Regions from separate parts of the Mus musculus genome. Here region 2 is linked to region 1. The links are chromatin contacts, called in public ChIA-PET maps. All regions are on one chromosome and are shown on one strand. The core of a region is the stretch at or near the end of the contact, and the rest is flanking DNA. Distances in the headings are between cores, read along the strand shown.

What was found. ChIA-PET counts read pairs in DNA pulled down with a chosen protein or histone mark.
Region 2: a contact with region 1 is called in an RNA polymerase II ChIA-PET map of memory CD8 T cells, with 12 read pairs. The contact joins two enhancer-like sites. A contact is called at or near these places in 2 of 115 datasets of contacts at active chromatin or transcription factors (memory CD8 T cells and thymic regulatory T cells).

The regions. Positions count from the first base shown.
Region 1 is chr1:105,970,489-105,973,188 of GRCm38.p6, reverse strand. No RefSeq gene overlaps it. Among named protein-coding and RNA genes, the nearest start is that of Gm7160, 18 kb to the left of the region's middle. Within about 2 kb of position 1,353, at least 173 of the 459 cell types and tissues checked have an H3K27ac peak or open chromatin away from gene starts, as enhancers often do. A contact at or near this core is called in memory CD8 T cells, where this site is marked.
Region 2 is chr1:106,320,146-106,322,920 of GRCm38.p6, reverse strand. The region is part of intron 4 of Phlpp1 (PH domain and leucine rich repeat protein phosphatase 1); the gene reads right to left. Among named protein-coding and RNA genes, the nearest start is that of Phlpp1, 150 kb to the right of the region's middle. Within about 2 kb of position 1,335, at least 61 of the 459 cell types and tissues checked have an H3K27ac peak or open chromatin away from gene starts, as enhancers often do. A contact at or near this core is called in memory CD8 T cells, where this site is marked.

The DNA of each region.
Region 1 (2,700 bases), core at 104-2,603:
GGGACCAGCATGGAGGAGGAGAGAACCAACTCCCCCGAGTTACCCTCTGATCTCCACATATACACCGTGGTGCACACAGCATCTTAAAAAAAATTAAAGCCAGCATTTAAAAGATTTTGGTAAGTTTTGTAACCGTGATTGCACCGTGAGGAAATAATCCTAAATCAGCAAAAAGGAAAAGAAAAATCTTCAAATGAATTAATGTTCCAAGATAACCTTTGAGCAAATACATCCACTATAAGAGAATGGCATGTAACTTGAAAAATAGAGCCTGAATTTGTTGGGTTTTTTGGTTGGTTTGTTTTGTTTTAAATATTTATTTATTTTCTTTATTTACATTTCAAATGTTATCCCACTTCCCAGCCCCCCAAACCCCCTCTCTTATCCCCCTCCCCCTGCTTCTATGAGAGTGCTCCTCCACCCACCCACCCACCCACCCACTCCTGCCTCCCCACCCTCGAATTCCCCTGCACTGGGGCATCAAGCCTTCACAGGACCAAGGACTCCTCCCATTGATTCATGACAAGGCCATGCTCTGCTGGATATGGGTCCCTCCATATGCAGCTGGAGCCATGGGTCCCTCCATATGCAGTTGGAGCCATGGGTCCCTCCATCTGTACTCATTGGTTGGTGGCTCCTTCAGTCCTTTCTCTAACTCCTCCATTGGGGACCGTGTGGAGCTTGGATTTCTACAGAGCATCAAGTAACTGTTTGCCAAGAGAAAAAAAAATGAGATTATAGACCCTTCTCCATCTTGTGACCAGAATGTTCCTCAGCCCAGAGAGTTCTCAGCACTTTGTGTAGGTCCCTTAAATTCACTAGCGAGTTGGGAATCCTTGGTGATCCGCTCACTCTGTAGGATTTCCCAGGAGCAAGCCAGTGTGTTCACAAACCGGTACCTAATCTAATAAAGTAAATGGCTTTTCCTTGATCTAAAGTGGATAGACAAGGTACTGAGCTCTCAATATTTTGAAAGCTCCTGCTAGGGAACATCTGCCTTGCAATAACTGGTTTATTTTAATCAGGTTAAAAAGCAGAGAAGAACAATAACATCATATGAGGAAAGGGAAAGGGACTACACTGAGAAACAGAACTGAAACTTAACTAATAAGGACCGGAAAGGAAACCGAAACTCAGCCAACAGCACAATGAAAACAAAATCCCCATCCAGGTAGGAGTTTAAGAACCAGCATTATCAGAAAGGCAAAGTTCCCCAAGTAATAAAGTGTACTGGAAATGAGCCAGCTGTCTGACCGTGTTACTCTTCTGAAAAAGGAGAGATAACATCCTGTGTCAGCCTGACGAAGCACAGGGCACCGAGGCGTCTTGCACTGGGAAGGCTTTAGTTCCTGTCCAACCACCAGCGTTTGGAGTTGGGGAGGGCATGAAAACTGAATCCGTGGGGGCAGCAAGAGAGGATCATGACAGGGGAAGGTTGGGGCAAATCATCTGCCCTGCTCAGCAGGGGCCTCTAGGAGAACAGTGCAAGTTAATAGAGCATAAGCAGCAATTCCGGGATGGGGATCAGGAAACAAGATGAGTTGCACAGGGCACGGGAGCAGGGCACACAAGACATCAGTCTGTTAAGGAAGATTCTAGATCAGCCATTCTCAACCTGTGGGTTCTGACCCACAGGAGTCACCTAAGACCACCAGGAAACACAGACATTTACACTGTGATTCATGACAGCAGCCAAATTAGTTAAGACATGGCAGTGAAAAATAATTTTATGGTTGGGGGTCACCACAATGTGAGGGTCGCAGCATTAGGAAGGTTGAGAACCACTGATTTGTAGAGCTTTGTTTTCCTGGTGTCCTCCAGCCCGTTTGGCTCTTACACTCTTTCTGCCTCCTCCTGCAGTGGGCTTTACTGAGATCTGGAGGTGAGGGATTTGCAGGAGACCTCCCATTTAGAGCTCGGTGTTCCAAGGTTTCAATCTTTGCTCAGTGTTTGCAGAGCCCAGTTTTAAATTGGGTCCTTTGTCTTCTCGGTTCTTTGGGTTTTTTGTTTGTTCATTTGTTTTTGAGTTCTTTTTATATTCTGACTATTAATCATACATATATGTGTATGTATAGATATATAAATATATACACACACATACATAGATATATATCTGGCAAAGATTCTCCCTCAGCCTGTGGGTTACTCTTTACTTGACTGATGGTTTCCTTGGTAGTACAGAAGGCTTTAGTTGTATGAGGACCCACTTGTCAATTGTTGGTCTTAGTTCCTTGGCAAAAGGCTTCCTCGACCGAAGCTCCTTCCCACCTATGTTATGCCTATATTTTCTTTTAGCAGTTCCAGTTTTTTAGGTGTTACATGAGTTCTTTGACCCATTTTAAGACAATTTTTGGTCAGGGTGATAGATACGGCTATTATTTCATTTTTCTACATATGAGCATTCAGTTTTCTCAGCACAATTTGTCGAAGATCATGCCTTTTTTCCAGTGCATATTTTTGTCATCTCTTTCAAATACACATACAGCTGTAGCTATGTGTATCGTGTTTGGGTCTTCTAAACTAATTTATAAAGATCAGTAGCTTTTCTATATACACCAAAATTCTCCGAAAGAGATCATGGAAACATTTCCATTTACAATAGCCCCAAAGAAAATTAAGTAGGAATCAGTTAAACCAACGAAGTAAAAGATGTCTGCAATGAAAACGTTAAGACTCTAAACAAAGAGATTGAGCAAGACA
Region 2 (2,775 bases), core at 86-2,585, 350 kb before region 1:
TCCCATTCCATGTGGACCAAAATACAGATTGAAGACTTTTAAAGAAAGGGATCTTTACTGCAGACAGAAATGGGAGTTTGTTCTCATCTCTCCACGTTTACTGTCATAGCGCACCGTGATTGTACACGAAGCTTTACGGGCTCTCCCAGCACATTCCTCACTCTCTCCTTGTCAGTGAATGCCAATTTCACATCTACTGGTAACTCAGTTCACTGCTTCCCTCTAAGTCTTCCAAGTCTTAAATTCATCCTTCCACCCAAAAGAAACATTCACCTTGTTTTAGGTGATACCAAGCTTATTTATACCCCACCCACTCTAACATACACACCTAAGGTTCACTAAAGTTGATCTTCAGGCATCACATCATATGATCAACCAAAAGGCATCTTACGAGACTTACGACCTATCCCTTAAGAGCCATATATGAATGCCACTGCTCAAAGCTCTTTGCAAACCTTCCTCTATATGTCTTAGGATGACCTTCTGTTCTCTTTGGTGACAGAGAAACCAAGAACTGGACTGAAGCACACCATCCTTGTGTCTGTCCTTCTCCACCCTAAATTCAGCTCTAGGCTAAATATGAAGGGGAAACAGAATAAAAGCAGAGACATTCCACCTCTATGGTCAAGAAATTTACACACAGAGTCAATTTAGAAATTTTCTAATGTTCATTACAGATGTATAGCAAGCAAGGAAGCATAAGCAATGTTTATAAATCAAAGGAGGAAATGAGCACATGGAATTGGACATAACCAAACTCTACAAGACATCTTTGGAAATATGCTTTCAAGGACAGGCAGGACAGATGCCAGGCTGGCCTGGGAGTGGTAAAGGGAGTGACAAGAGAGTGAACTGTATTTCAGAGCCTGGCAGTGGGTTTTGCTTTGCTTTGGTCTCTCCCCTCCCCCTCCTTTAGAAAAAAAAAACATTATGGGGGCTGGAGAGATGGCTCAGTTGTTTAGAGTACCACTGGGTACTCTTCAAGAGGACCAGGGTTCAATTCCCAACACCCACATGGCTGCTTACAACTGTATGTAACTCTAGTTCCAGAGGATCCAATATCCTCACACAGATACGCATGCAGGCAAAACACCAATGTACACAAAACAAAAAATAAAATGAAAAAAATCACGCTGTTCATTTTTTTTAAATGAAAAACTTGTTTTCTCTTTTTCCTACTACCGATTCTCGGTTATGAATCTCCGTGTCATGTTTCCTGAGTGGTCTCATTATGTAGTTTTGTTTTTCTTTTTTTTTTTTTCATCAAACCTTCAACCAAAGAGAAATGACGAATTACCAGTTTCACTTCTTTCTACAAGTTGCCGCAAAAGCCTGTTACAAAGAAGTCCGTATGAATAACAAGAAGTGGTGACTAAAAGCAGGTCCCACTACATTCTCTCATGTGCTCACTCACAATGTATTTAATGGTCTCCCTCACAATGGTAACCATTTCTGGGGGACCTGATGTGTACCTTCTAGGAATCTGAGCCCAAAGTGGATAAACACAACAAAAAGTAAGTAACAAAGGTCATGAGGTCAAGTGTCTCCTTAGGAAAGAGAGTTATACTGTAGGTCTCTAAGACAAAAATTAAAGGTAACCAAATGCACAAAAGTTAATGTTATAGTACTACTTCTATGCTTTAAAAAAAGTCCTTTACAAACTATTTCCTAGTATTCTGTAAAACTGTCAGGGAGTAAATAATCACACTCAAAGAACAGCAACAAACATCAATAACAAATCACTACTGAGAGAAATGTTGACCAGATATCTGATGTTACACTTGGCTTGTTATGTGTGCATGTTTTCAGTGTTATTTACAGTAGGAATAATTCATTAATAATCATATGTGAACTTCATGTCACTTATAATATAAATGTCTAGTAATAATAAACACTGAAAAAAATAACAAAATGACATGAATAAATTGAAATCTTTTGGTAGTAGCCAAATACTACTGGCTTCAGTTCCTACAGGTGTGGATCAAGTCTGGAAGTAGGCATGGTTCCCATGTGCAATGCACAATGAACTGTATAGAGACCCATGGGAGTTACAGGACAGGGAGAGCCAGAAGGACTAGGAGGTGCCCTATCTCCTCTGTGGCCTGCCTCCAAGAGGAAGGAACTTTTTTTATGAGTCAACACAGTACCTGACTCTCTCAAGACTGTGTGTGTACTTTTCAGAATATCTCCAGGCTCAATGAAGCACAGGGAGAGACTGGAGGTGGATTCAGCTCTTTCTGTTGCTGTTACCTTTTATGTGGTAATTTCTAGAACGTTCTCCCCAGTTTCTGACTCTCCTGCCACAATTTCCTGGAGAACTATAGTCCCAAAAGTCTTTCCTGGGTACAAAAACGTGACAATCAATCACCTTCTATAATTATGCCCATGTAGATGAGGAACCACAAGACTCTGCCTATCTTACCTATTGTGGGAGGAGGTTTTGGTTTTGTAGGCCTAGGAGTTGCCTGGAATTCCTGAGTCATTGGGAGTTTAGTTTGAAATCATTAGACATCCCAGAAGAAACAAATTTCACAAGATTATAATGTATAGTTTAAATAAGAGCAACATGATTAAGCTAGCCAGCGATCTTGGAGAAGATGAGAGCAAAACAAGCCATGGCTATATTGGCTTTGGGAAAGTCATGTTCGCAGGTTGCTTTCAGGCGTATGATTCCCTTGTGTTGTCAATAAATAAATAAATAAATAAATAAATAAATAAATAAAAGGGTACTATTGGACATAGTACTAAATGGACATAGTAATTAACTGCTCCCTA